Linked DNA regions of Mus musculus: region 2 is linked to region 1. Evidence: chromatin contacts called from public HiCAR-type data. All regions are on one chromosome and are shown on one strand. Each heading gives the region's core, a stretch centred on a gene start, on an enhancer-like site or on the middle of the called end of the contact. The rest is flanking DNA. Distances are from core to core; before and after follow the strand shown. Region 1 overlaps Kiz (kizuna centrosomal protein). Region 2 overlaps Kiz (kizuna centrosomal protein).

Region 1 (6,359 bases), core at 1,205-3,704:
TTTAAATGTGGATCCATGCTTTCTCGTTCAGGATACTGATGAATTTTGCCAACTGGAGCTAATAAAACCCGAAGCAGATTTGGATTAGCTTTCTTTAACATTGGAGGATATTGCATGACAGGGACTGCATTGGGGCAGTGAACGGTCTTTGATTCAAATTGAAGGAAACCCAGAGCATGGCCTGGTCCAAACCAAGAAATGTACAGATCTTGAATATGGTGTCTAGGCAGGGGACACTGTGGGCTAATACTCTGGGTTCCCTGGCTTTGCTCTGTAGTGTTTTGGGTGCTATCATTGAGAAAACACGGGGTGCAGAAGATGACCTCAACATAGTAGCAGCTGGAACCATGACAGGAATGTTGTATAAATGGCCAGGTGGTCTCCGAGGAATAGCACGCAGCCACCTGGCAGGACTGACACTCACCAGTCCCTGTGCATTGTAAAACAACTGGGAGCACATGAAAGGTTCCCTGCTCCAGCAGTCACTCTGAAGATTTCTGCCACCTCAGAAATAGGGGACACTTCATAGTCATCCAGATTAATTAATATGTCAGTCTGGCGTTGCTTTCTCTCTTGTACCTACCATTACTTTGAACAATTAGAGAGTCTGATTTGCTGTGACAAAGATCATGGATGGTTAGCCTGGACTGCACTGCTTGCCCTCAGTGAGGGGAAGCCAAACCCTTGGTGGCCCACTGAGTATGTGTTCTCTTCTCCTTTGGAGATGATCTTGCATCTCCTATCCCCAAACTGGAAAACCACTTACTCTCCAAATTCAGGTCATACTTTTATTACCATGTTAATTCATTAAAAAAATCTAAAACTTAATGTTGCCCTGTTTTCCAAATAAAGGGTGAAAATAGAACCACAAAGAAAGGAAAAGAAAAGAAAAGAAAGAAAGAGGAGAAAGAAAGAGAAGAGAAAGAGAGAGAGAGAGGGAGAGAGAGAGAGAAAGAGAAAGAGGAAGAGAAAGAGAAAGAGAAAAAAAGGAAAAGAAAAAGAGAAGCCTTATTGGACCCTAAATCTGCCACTACTTTTGATCTTGCTCTTTGCAGCCTCTATGACTGTGGGAAAGATATCTGATATTCTGAGCTCTCTACTCTTTTTTTTTTTTTTTTTTAATGTGTTCCGTTTGCTCTGTTCCACTGGGAATTTCTCACCTACAAGCATGGTAGTGATCTTTAGTTTCTTGTGAGTCCTTGCCTCGTTTTAGTGTGAAGAATCAGTTTCAGAGAGTGAATATTTCTTCCTTGCCTGTTTTTACAAAATCTTGGAAATGACTGGCATAAATCCTCCTTTAAACACGTGGTAAAATCCACTGTTCCCAGACTTGTCTTGGTGAGAAATTACGATCACTGAGTGAATCACTTGACCTATAAGTCTGTTCAGATTCTGTGCTTCTTTTTGGTAATACCTTTCTAAGAATTTATTGAATTTGAGGCAGTGTTTCTGTTTATTAGTATAAACTTACTCCTGGATTTCTCCTAGATTTTTTAATGAAAGATTAGTAGCAAATTACCTATCCACTTACATTTCTGATTGTAGTGAATTGAGTCATTGCTCTTTTCTCTTGACGAGAGCATTCAAAAGGTTTTTAACTGGTTGATCTTTTCAAAGAATTGCAGTTTGGCTGGCTGCTTCACTGTGAGTGGCTCTGTTCTCTGAATGGCAAGTTTGCTGTTATCTTTAGCCTTGCTTTGGATTTAGTTTTCCTTTGGAAGCTAATGAGTATAGATATGTTTTGGTTTATTCTTTACTGTGTTGAACTCTGTTATGTAGGGTCATGTCTTTCATCTAATTTGGGAAGTTTTCTTCTTATTTCTTCAGAACTCTATTGTTGGAAAGCCTTGTGTGAAACCGTGCTGCTTAACCACCTTCAGAATGATGGGGTTTCCTGGCCAAGCTAAGCCAAGTCTTTTCCTGAGTCTGCACAGAAGACTGACTCAGTTTCAGAGGGAGATGAAACAGATTTGCCAACATTCAACAAAGCAGAAATCTCAAGAAAAACATTACAGGGGCTGCAGAGATGGCTCAGTCAGAATACTTGGCTGTTCAGATCCCTAGCATCTAATGTAAAAAAGCCCGCACTGTGCTATACATGTGCGATCCCAGCCTAGTGAACAGAGACAATGGAGATCCCTGGAATTTACTGGTCAGACAGCCCCAGGTTCAGACAGACTTTGTCTCAAAAAAAGAAAAAGAAAAAAATTGAGGAAGACATCTGACATCAATCTCCGGCCTCCTTGTGCATACATACATATGCACAAACATGGACACATATGCACGTGACTCCCCCATTTCCTAAGCAAGCTGGAGCACCTCCCTCCAGCACTTTTTTAAAGCTAGATCCGTGCATATTTCTCCCAGTTTGGCACTACTACAAGACTCAGACTGACCAAAAGTAAAAGGATTTGGAAATAGCTGTAGCTCTTCCTTTGTGGGGTGGGAGTCTGACGATGTTGCCAAGATGGTTGTGGAAACAATGAACAACTACCGTTTTGGTGAAAGACTTCAGCTGTGTTGTTTTATGCCAACAGAAAAAGTACATGTAGAGCTTTTAAAAGAGTAGAATGTGCCATTTCCTTCGCCATCATATCCAGCAGTGAAACGGGATAATCAGAATTGGAAATGTGGGCCAAAAATAGAAGAGTGATTTAAAAGGAAACAAAAGTTACTCCGGAAGAGATTAGCTGAAGAAAGAATTCATTATAGCGTTCCCCATCCGCTTTACCTTATATGAAAGAGGAGGTTTCAGGCTTCTAGAAGGAAAAAGAGAAAAGGGCTTCACGGGGCGCTCCTGACCCTTCTGTGAAGCCCCATACCAGCCAGGGCCTAGCCAGTTTGTATGCCATTTTTAGAAAGACAAATCAGAAGTGGCTGAAACAAATGATGATAAAGATAATGGGATTGTTTTTAAACAGATTGTGTCCATTGTAAAAGAAAATATCCAAAAGCCTCCACACCTCTCCACTCAGAGACAGAAAGACAAAGAGGCAAACCCGTCAGCGATGCTGAGTGCGTGCATATAGCATGTATTCTGAAAAACTGTGATGCTCCCATTATGGGGGCTGACTGTTTTCTACAGTAAAAGACAAGCACTGACCAGACTTTTGAGGAAAACAACTGTTTGTTCTTGTGAGGAAGGAGAGTAGAGAGTGGTTTGGCTGCTGCACCCCTCCTGAAGTCTAGGGCCGTGTTCCAGTGCAGTCACTTGTTCTGTCCTCATCTGGTATCTTCTAGTTTTCAGATGTTATGGTTCCCCTTAAACTATAAAAGGATCACCAATAACTGTAACCTTTCATGACCAGCAAAGAACGATTCCCAGTCCCCTTTGACTATCTCTGTACTGGTTGTGACTATTTAACCCAAAACCTATTGAGATTTCAGCATCTGGTGGCTGAAGCCGTAAGTTATATGGGAGTGAGAAGACAGTCCAGGTGTTAGTACAGTTTGTATTTGTAGTCAAATACTAATTCTGATTCAGAAAATCTTCTTTCAATAAAAACGTTACATTGGTTTTTGGTGAACTAACCTGATTTGGTAACTATCATCTTATGTTAGTATCATTAGTATGGAATTGTGTTTCAGATTCAAACCATGACTGAAAAATAGATATTTTTATAAGATTCATATATGAGTCATGCTTAGGGTTTTTAGAGAATAATACCTTTTCATTTGTATTTAAGTTTCTGGTACCCTTGAAATGTGCTTATTCCAAAGTTGTAAAGATTATTGCTGCCTTCTTCCCCCATAGCCTTTCTTTTCATCTAGGCTTTAATGTATTTGATATTGTAAATGGTGTTCTGAGGCTGAAAGCTTTCTTCATTCTTTTTTGTCTCAAATGACACAATTTCAGTCTACCTGTTTCAGCATTGCTAATTCTGTTAGGTCTGCTGCCGAGCCCCGAGTCTTCATTTCAATGATGGTTTAAATGATCTATGTCTCTTGCGCTGTGTTTTAAACCTCAGTTTTACTCACTTTTGCTCACTTAGCAAGTGAGCTACATCTCTAGCCCTATAATTTGTTTTGAGACAGTACCTCACTGTGTAGACAGTGTCTCACTATGTAGGTTGGGCTGGCCTGGAATTCTCCTTGAATTCCATGAGGCTGTCCTTGAAACCAGGGATCTGCCTGTCTCTGCCAGAGTGCCAGGATAAAGGCATGTCCTACCATCCACATGCTAGCCCTAAAATATTTTCAAATTCTTTTGAGATCGTATCTCATGTACCTCAGTCTGACTTCGTATCTCATGTATCTCTGTGTGGCTAGGCTGGCCTTGAACTCCTTATCCTCCTTCCTCTACCTCCTCACTTCTGGGATTGCAAGTATACCTGGCTTCAGCCTATAATTCATACATCTTTATAATGTTTTCTATTTGAGAACATTGCATTCTCATATTTAAAATCCCTTTCTGTCTCTGTCTCTGTCTCTGTCTCTGTCTCCCCCTCTCCCTTGTTCATCCCCCTTTTGAGGTTGGTCTCAGTAAGCATATCTATTGGCTTCAAGGTCATTCATTCATCTGTGTGCCTCTAGAGTCAGCCTCTGGATGCTAGGATACTTTTAATTCTATGGACATGGTTTCCTTTAACTGTTTAGGCTTATTTAGCTAGTTATAGATAATTTAATATCTTTATCTAGTAAGTTTAACACTTGGACTTTCTCAGAGATAGTTTCTACTGATCAGAAATGCCTACTGCAATAGACAGTGTGGTTTTTTTTTTCCATTTTGTTTTCAAGTAATTAAATGTGGCAATTGTGAAAGTTCTACCCTCTCAGTATCTGTTGTTAATTGCCATTTGTTTTGTGACCTAGATATGTGGAATGTGTGTGTGTGTTTTATTTTGTTTTGCTTTGTTTGGTGTTTTTTGTTTTGTTTTTAGTTTGTTTGTTTGTTTTTGGGTTTTTTGAGACAGGGTTTCTCTGTATAGCCCTGGCTGTCCTGGAACTCACTTTGTAGACCAGGCTGGTGTTGAACTCAGAAATCTGCCTGTCTCTGCCCCCAAGTTCTGGGATTAAAGGTGTGCACCACCACTGCCTGGCATGTGTTGTTTTCCATATGTGGTCAATGAGGTTTCTGTTAAATTTACTTAATAACCATTAGCTTTCTTTGGTGCCTGAGACTAGAATTGTCGTCACCTTTGCTAAGAGTTTCTAGATATACATTGCACATACCCACACTCCGCTGAGCAGTTCATAGCTCCACCTTGGCCTTTACTTCTTGCTTAGAGCCTCAGAGTGAGCTAGAGGTGAGAGCTCAGGCAGTTACTTCATGGAAACTTTTTTTCTTGACCATTTCCTATAGCTGGGGCATGTGGGTGGTCATCTAGATAGAGTCTCACGAGTATACTAGAACCTTCTGGAGTTCTTCAACCCAGTAGGCCGTACTTTGTATGGTACTGCCTTGGGCAGCTTTCACATTAAAAAACTGGTTCTGATTATTTTCAACAAACTTGGCTTGGGATCAAAGCTATTTGCACTGGGTTAGTTCAAAGCTGGTTCAAGTCAAAACAGTCTTTTGCATGGAGTTCCCCAAGGAACTACCAGATAGCCAAATGATGACTGTTGTCAGGAAATGGGGCCTCGAAAGAATTCTGCCTCCATTTTTTTTTTTTTTCCAATGGCTGCTTGGCTGGGTTTTCTCTGTGAGCACAGTGGTCAAGTTGGCCAGCACCTGAGAACCCAGAAGCTTACTGTGTTTTCAAGGTCTAACTGGTTCTCTTAAATAAATGCTCCCCAGATTTCTAGAAAGCTGGTCAAGTTCCAGAGTTCCAAAGAGCTTTTCAGGGTTCCTCAGCTCTGCTACAAAGCAGAGACTGTTTAGCACTCTTGATTTCGTTACCTTGCTCTGGCATCCTTGATCTGTGTGTGTGTGGGTGGGGTGGGGGGAAGTGGAGGAGTGATTTTAGTTTTGTTATACCAAGATTAGAAGAGACAATGTTTGAAGAGACATATGGCCTGGATTCTGTTGTTGTTCTCTCTTGACACTTCTTGTCTTGCAGTTTGGTTGTTCGTATTTCCATCTGTGGAGGAAAGGTGCCTGGTCCATTTTGCATCTCCCCACCTGCAGTGTGGGCCTGTGGGAAGGAGTACTCCGCCTGTAGGAGTGCTCTGCTCCTTCTGAAAGAAAAGCACTTAACTTCTAAAGACTTGTAGTTCAGCTTGTCACCATGTTCTCTGTCCCAGCCATGTTTTCGGCTCAGCTTGCCTCTGTCTTCTCTCCTTTTTCCTACCCTTCAAAGACCAGGCTCAGAGTTTCCCATAAACATACTAGTAAATTTAAATTACTTAAAAATTTCTTAAAGATGTTCAGGAAATTTTGATTTTGATATTAATATTCTATATATGTTGTTATATGCCTT
Region 2 (6,359 bases), core at 2,079-4,578, 75 kb after region 1:
CAGCAAGGGACAGAGTGGTTAAAGTGAGAAATAAAGCTGAGCGCTGTGGGTGGTTATAGCTTTGTTTTCCATTTCATTTCATTTATTTTTAGTGTTATAAAGAAAATTCCCGCGCCACAGTCCTCTACCCCTGCGTGGTGTATGACCGTGGGCCCGAGAGCACTCTTGAATAAAAATCCTCTTGCAGTTTGCAGCAAAAAAAAGAAAAAAAGAAAAAGAAAATTCCCCGTTTCTTTTCAGTGTTCTATGAGTAGTTTGTCTCTGGGCCTAGAAGCCCCAACACCTTCTGTGGCATGAACAGGATCTTCCTCTTGAGTTTCCAGAATTTCTGGGAGACTGTGTGTGCATGTGTCTCAGACTGTGGTGGCTAACTCTCACTCCCCTTGGCTGTGGTTGTCACAGGTCTGGATATTGGTGGCAGCATGTTCACAACAAAGACAGCCCACAAAATCGCCTCGGAAGCTAGTTTTTCATCTAGTGAAGGAAGTCCTTTGTCAAGGTAAAGTCGTGAAACCCTTTCTGAATAGCAGTAACAAGATGAGAAATGTCACTACGCAATGAGTTCAGCCCTGGCTGTGTGTTATTTTGTGTGTGACTTGATGGAGGGTTATGGTTTGGGTTTTTTGTTTATATAAAATAACAGCCGAAACTTTAGTCTACCTTTGAAAATATTTGCCCCAGAGCCAAGTATTGTTTTGCAGCTGTTGTTTCCTCGGTTTAAGACTCAATTGACACCTCAGTGAACCACAAATTAGCGTCTACAGCTGCTCGCAGTAGGACTGCTTAGAGACCACACAAAGGAGGCTGTCAGGAAAAGGGCAGGGAGAAGACATCAGGCCTTAAGAGAAATAAAGTGGCATGTTTCTTCTTTCTGAGACAATTGATAGACGACCGACTGGCAATTGCTCTGTATTATTTTTTATGTATGGATTTTTTTTTTAAGCAAGTCTTCCAGCCACATTACTCACTCCTTTCTTATGTGTCCTTGCTTACTCCCCTTAAAGGACAGAATGTATCTTTTCACACTTGCTAAAATGTAACACTTTTTGCAAGTTTTGTGAGCTATAATAAGTTCTGTGCTGAATTTGCCATCAGCATCGATAGTGATCATGCGGTGACTTCAAGTCACTTAGGAAACATTCATAATGTGAAGCTAAACAATTGCCTGATGCAGCGCCTACTCTTTTACTTTGGACTAAATACTATTTCAAACAGCCTGGCAGGTCTCCTTTGCAGTAGCATTGCTCGTTAAAAAAAGTGTCCTTTAGATGACTGCATACCTTTGAATTTACTACTTGACCCTGCTAAAATGTTAAAACATGACCTTTACATCGCTTCTGCCTTGTGTAATGTCCAAATAACAAAATGATCTAATCCAGAAATGTCATATTAAAAGGAAATGAAAATGGGGGAAAAAAATCTGTTCATTTGTATTTTACAGAAGCATGGCAGTATTTTAGGACCTGGGCTACTTGGATGGGTTAAGTTTCTCAAAACTTGATGAGTATCCAAAATGCGTTCTTGTTTATAAGAAATTACCTTTAATACCAGGTTTTTGTTTGTATTTTTGAGAAAGTAGGAACTTACTGGGTTTGGGAGAGTGTTGAATACTATATCGGTGGGTTATACAATAAATTCAAGTTGTGTGTCTTTTAAGAGGATTTTTAAAGGTCAGTAAATTCTACAGATAGTTTCCAGTTTTAATGTTACCATTTGGCTTAAAAAATGTATCCCTTTAGTTTTTAAGACTGTCAGAAGTATTTGTCCCCATTATGTTTTAAAAACATTAAAACAAGTCCCCATCCCACACACTGAGACAGGGTTTCTCTGTATAGCCCTGACTGTCCTGGAACTCAGTCTGTAGACCAGGCTGGCCTCAAATTCACAGAGATCCGTATTAAAGGCAAGCACCACTAGTGCCTAGCATTAAGACAAGTTCTTTATGTAGGTCCTTTGAGAAGTTCTTAAACACACTTAGAAAATAATAGGATCAGATAGGACACTTTCTCAGCCTGGTCATTTATACCTGGCCCCAGTTCGACAGAGGAAAAATAGAAATTGTTTTTCTACAAATTAAAGTATGGAGCCTCTTGTTATTATATTTCTGTATGAAATTAATTTTCAAATAAATCATAAGTAATCTCATCAGGCCCCTTTAAGAAAAAGAAACCCACTAAAAGGTCTTCCAGGAACCCTCAGTTCTGGACACTTGATAGTAATCTAGCATGAAAGGCTTTGAACGGTGAGTGTGGCTTGGTGTGCTGTTCTGCACAGTTTGGTTCTTGTGCTGGGTCTCTTATTGTTAATACCCCACCCTGGGCTTTGGAGAGCTCAGGTTTTGCTGTTTGTGCCTGGCTTTGCTGAAATTTCTTAGAGGCTTACATTTAAGGATCCCACTTACTGCAGTCACTCCTTGTGCTTTATTGCTTTTACAAGTGGTCTCGAAACCCAGTACTTGAGAATAAACATAACAGTGCTACGCTGCTGTAGCACTTTTAAAAATTCTTCTTTGCTCTGTTTTGTCAGTGAGCTGATGAGCAATCTCAAAAAAAAAAAAAAAAAAAAAAAAGACCCTGTTGGACCTTTAAAAAAAATGGCTTCCTCTGATGTCCTAGAGACAATAATTATGATGTGCTAGTTAAGCCCAAACTACAGCTGAGGGATTTTACTTTAAAGCAGGGGCTTGGGCGCAAAAATGCATTTATAGCTCTTTGTCTGCACCTCATTATGTGTGGGCCTGATTCATTAAGTAATTGGTTTGCAGTTGTTTACATGAGTATTAAGGCCTTCTTTTCAGCCGCCTTTGAGAGATACATTGTGTAAATGTTGCCTGTGATGAATGCAGAATGAGGGCCAGAGGGTCCCTCCTATTGGCTAAACAGTGCACTCTGTTGAAAAGCCAGAGAAAGGGATTGGGTGCTGCTTTGCATAGCAATGACTTTCTTAATAAGCGTTACAGATTAATACACACAAGCTATAAAAGATGCAAAGAGATACTCTTAGCACATTTATACATGCTCATTTCATTGTGACGGTGGCGGCGTCCCCGCGCTTTTAGATTCCGTTTTGCAGAGCAGAGGCTTCAGTGTGTGAGCCGTAATAGAATCCGATGTTTATTGTATTATAAATCACGGGCAAGTAGGCCGATCGGCAACAGTTTATTATTAAAGATTCTTTCAGTGTAAATCTTTTTCTACCATTGTATTTGCTTCAGTAAAATCATTTTGTGGTTGAGTGGGGATGAAAGGCATGATGTACGAAGGAGTGAGTCCTAATAGGAAGCTGTTCTCCGAGTAAAGACCACTTGTTCCCTTTTGTTCCGGGGTGCATGCCAGAGCTTCCTCTCCTCTGCAAACATTGTCTCTCTTTACCTTCCCCAGGAAGCGGCTTCACTCTCCAGGATCCATTTATTCAATGGAGAGTGTATCCTCACAGCTCCCTTGTAAGTTCAGCTTACGGGTTCCCTTGTAACTCCGGCCTTCTGGTTGAATCAAGATAAGATTTTTGCTGAAAGAAAAGAGTGTGTGCTTGCAGCATAATTGCCTAGGGGAAAGGTACTAAAAGTCACCGGACCACCCGCACCCCTTAACAGGGCCACCGTGGGTGGCATTTCTTGCCAGCCCTGCAGCCATGGGATCGGCCAGCGGAGGGCGCCAGCGTGCAGCTGATAATCAGTTGGTGGCCGCAGCTTTTCTTTCTTGTCTGGTCATTTATTTTCCCTGGAGCGGTATAAAGATACTTAGATACTAATTGTCCATTGAAGTAAAAACGAAAATTTTCTGGCAGTCCTTCATGTACCTTTATAAAGTGCACATCTCCATCTCCAGCTTAGGAAATCTGCATTGACCTTACAGTTAAGAAAAGTCACTTTATTTGACGGGAAGAAGTAAACTAGCTGGCCCAAGGACAGCAAAAATTACAGCACGTGCTGTAGGAGCTCCAACTGGCCATCAGGGGGCGCTCAGACTTTGTCAATTTAAACAGCCTCGGACTTTGGCGACCTTTAAAATTTAAGATTGGTATTTGTGGAGATTTGTTGGTATGGTTATTATTTATACTTTCGTTTCTTTCTGGATTACTTTTTCTCCTACATTTTTCCCAGAAAAAAATGTCTATTTTTGAAGGAAAGAAAATCCAGCCAAAGATGCTATTTGAAAAATTTTAATACTGATTACAAATCCACAGAAATTTTTGTGGTTCACAGCCAAGATAATACATCTTCTCATAGGTGGACTTGCCTCTCTTTTCATGTGTGTGTGTGTGTGTGTGTCGGTGTGTGTGTGTGTCGGTGTGTGTGTGTGTCTGTGTGTGTGTGTGTGTCTGTGTGTGTGTGTGTCTGTGTGTGTGTGTGTCTGTGTGTGTGTGTGTGTGTCTGTGTGTGTGTCTGTGTGTGTGTCTGTGTGTGTGTGCGTCTGTGTGTGTGTGTGTGTGTGTCTGTGTGTGAGTGTGTGTGTGTGTGTGTGTCTGTGTGTGTGTGTGTCTGTGTGTGTGTGTCTGTGTGTGTGTGTGTCTGTGTGTGTGTGTGTGTGTCTGTGTGTGTGTGTGTGTCTCTGTGTGTGTGTGTCTGTGTGTGTGTGTGTGTGTCTGTGTGTGTGTGTGTCTGTGTGTGTGTGTGTGTGTGTGTCTGTGTGTGTGTGAGTGTGTCTGTGTGTGTGTGTGTAGGCCAGAGGTTAATGCTGGATGTTCTTCTTGATAGCTCTATACCGTATTTTTCAATACAAGTTCTCTCAGTGTACTTGAAGCTCATCCATTTGCCTAGATGCAGCCACTGAGTTCCAAGAAGCTGCCTGATTCCATCCCACCCTGACCCCAGCACTAGAGTTACAGACACACATCCAGTTTTGACATGGGCACTGGGGATCCAAACTCGGGTCTTCATGTTTCACAGTAGGCATGTACTGACAGAGCCATATCAGTGGCCCTCCAGTCTTACAATTAGGCCCTAGAACAGGATGATGCGTCCCACTGAGGGCCATTTCTTAATTGTCCTCAACGTCACAAGTTGTATTCTTGGCAGGATCCTCAGAGTTAATTGCCAAATTCGAGTGGACCCCAAATCCAGTAATTCAGGTGTGTTTGTTAGTGGGATGTGGATTCCCCCCCCCCCCGGTATAAGGGAGGGAATGGCAGTCAGTATGTTGCTAACATTACCATAGTCCCCAAGTCTTCTAGTCTCTAAATTTGTCCACCTTTCAGGACCAGAAGTGAGTACCAAGCCCCATCCCAACTCTTCTGCTGTTGCTGTCTTGAGAAGGCTTATTGCATGCACCCCCTCCAGATAGAACAGCCACATTCTAGTGCTCTTGCTGGCCTGCTATGTAGACTTAAAGGGTGTCCTTCATGGTACCAGGTCAGATGCCATGCCCTAATGCAACATGCTATTCCATGCCTTTGGCCTTTCTGTTGTTTGGCTGGGATACACCTACTCAAATGCTTCCTGGGCAGAGGGTGGCTGTGCCATATACCATTCTAGTGGCCCCATGGTCCCATTTCTGTCACCACCTAGCTAGGTATAGGAGCTTGTTTCCCCTCCCCATGTGAGCTTCTCATTGGTCTGGCAGGTTTATCAGCAGAGCTGGGTAACTGCTGGACTTTCTGAGAGTGCTCAGCAGTTCACTCAAGCCTTCTTCGTGATGCAAAGCCACTTGCAAAGTGCCTCACCTCTGTCTGGTTCACCTTCCTGGCCTGTGGGACAATGTGTATTCTATCCAGTTATCTACAAGTGGTATGTGTAGGAGAGGCGTATGCATTTTCAAATGGAAATCTTAGCTCACTTCAAATTAGATTGCCTTCCCAAACTGTTCCAAAGCCATCTGCAGTCACAGTTTCAAGGAACAGGAAGGAGGTGGGCGTGCTTACAGGAAGCCTTCATGGGGTCTTTCCTGGCTCTGTCCTGTATGCTGAGGAGACTTGTCTTGGTCTTGACCTTCATGAGGATGTGGAGGCTCTTGGCATATGTCAGGGACCTGAAACAGCATTCCCAGCTGTGCCCTCCTTCGGGTGCCCTTGTCTTCAGTGAGTACTTTTGAAGGCAGAACTGGAGTGTGTTCTACTTTTTTTTTTTCTTACAAAGTGCCAAGTTTCCTGTGGTATTTTCATTTACACTTAGTTTGCTGGTTAGTTTTTGTCAACTTGATACAAACTAGAGTCACTTGGAAGAAGGAATCTCAATTGGAAAACACCCACATCAGATTGGCCTGTGAGGCATTTTCTTGATTGATGATTAATATGGGAGGGCCCAACCCAACACATTGTAGGCAATCCTGAGCCTGGTCCCAGGATGTAAAAGAAAGCAGGCTGAGTAAGCCTCGGAGAGCAAGGCCTGTAAGAAATGTAAGTAGTAAGAAGTGTTTCTCTCC

What was found. HiCAR-type assays count read pairs that join an accessible place to other places.
Region 2: a HiCAR-type map of astrocytes shows a contact between it and region 1, with 5 times the contacts expected there. The contact joins two enhancer-like sites. A contact is called at or near these places in 5 of 484 Hi-C or Micro-C datasets (8-cell embryo, Sertoli cells, embryonic stem cells and 1 more), 2 of 115 datasets of contacts at active chromatin or transcription factors (astrocytes and embryonic stem cells) and 1 of 9 other capture datasets (adipose tissue).

The regions. Positions count from the first base shown.
Region 1 is chr2:146,882,152-146,888,510 of GRCm38.p6, forward strand. All of the region lies in intron 4 of Kiz (kizuna centrosomal protein), which reads left to right. It also overlaps the pseudogene Gm19167 and the pseudogene Gm19105. Among named protein-coding and RNA genes, the nearest start is that of Kiz, 29 kb to the left of the region's middle. Within about 2 kb of position 2,455, at least 18 of the 459 cell types and tissues checked have an H3K27ac peak or open chromatin away from gene starts, as enhancers often do. A contact at or near this core is called in astrocytes, where this site is marked.
Region 2 is chr2:146,955,798-146,962,156 of GRCm38.p6, forward strand. It overlaps Kiz (kizuna centrosomal protein), which reads left to right. Exons shown (of 14, transcript NM_001033298.4): 12 at 403-499. Among named protein-coding and RNA genes, the nearest start is that of Xrn2, 54 kb to the right of the region's middle. Within about 2 kb of position 3,329, at least 66 of the 459 cell types and tissues checked have an H3K27ac peak or open chromatin away from gene starts, as enhancers often do. A contact at or near this core is called in astrocytes, where this site is marked.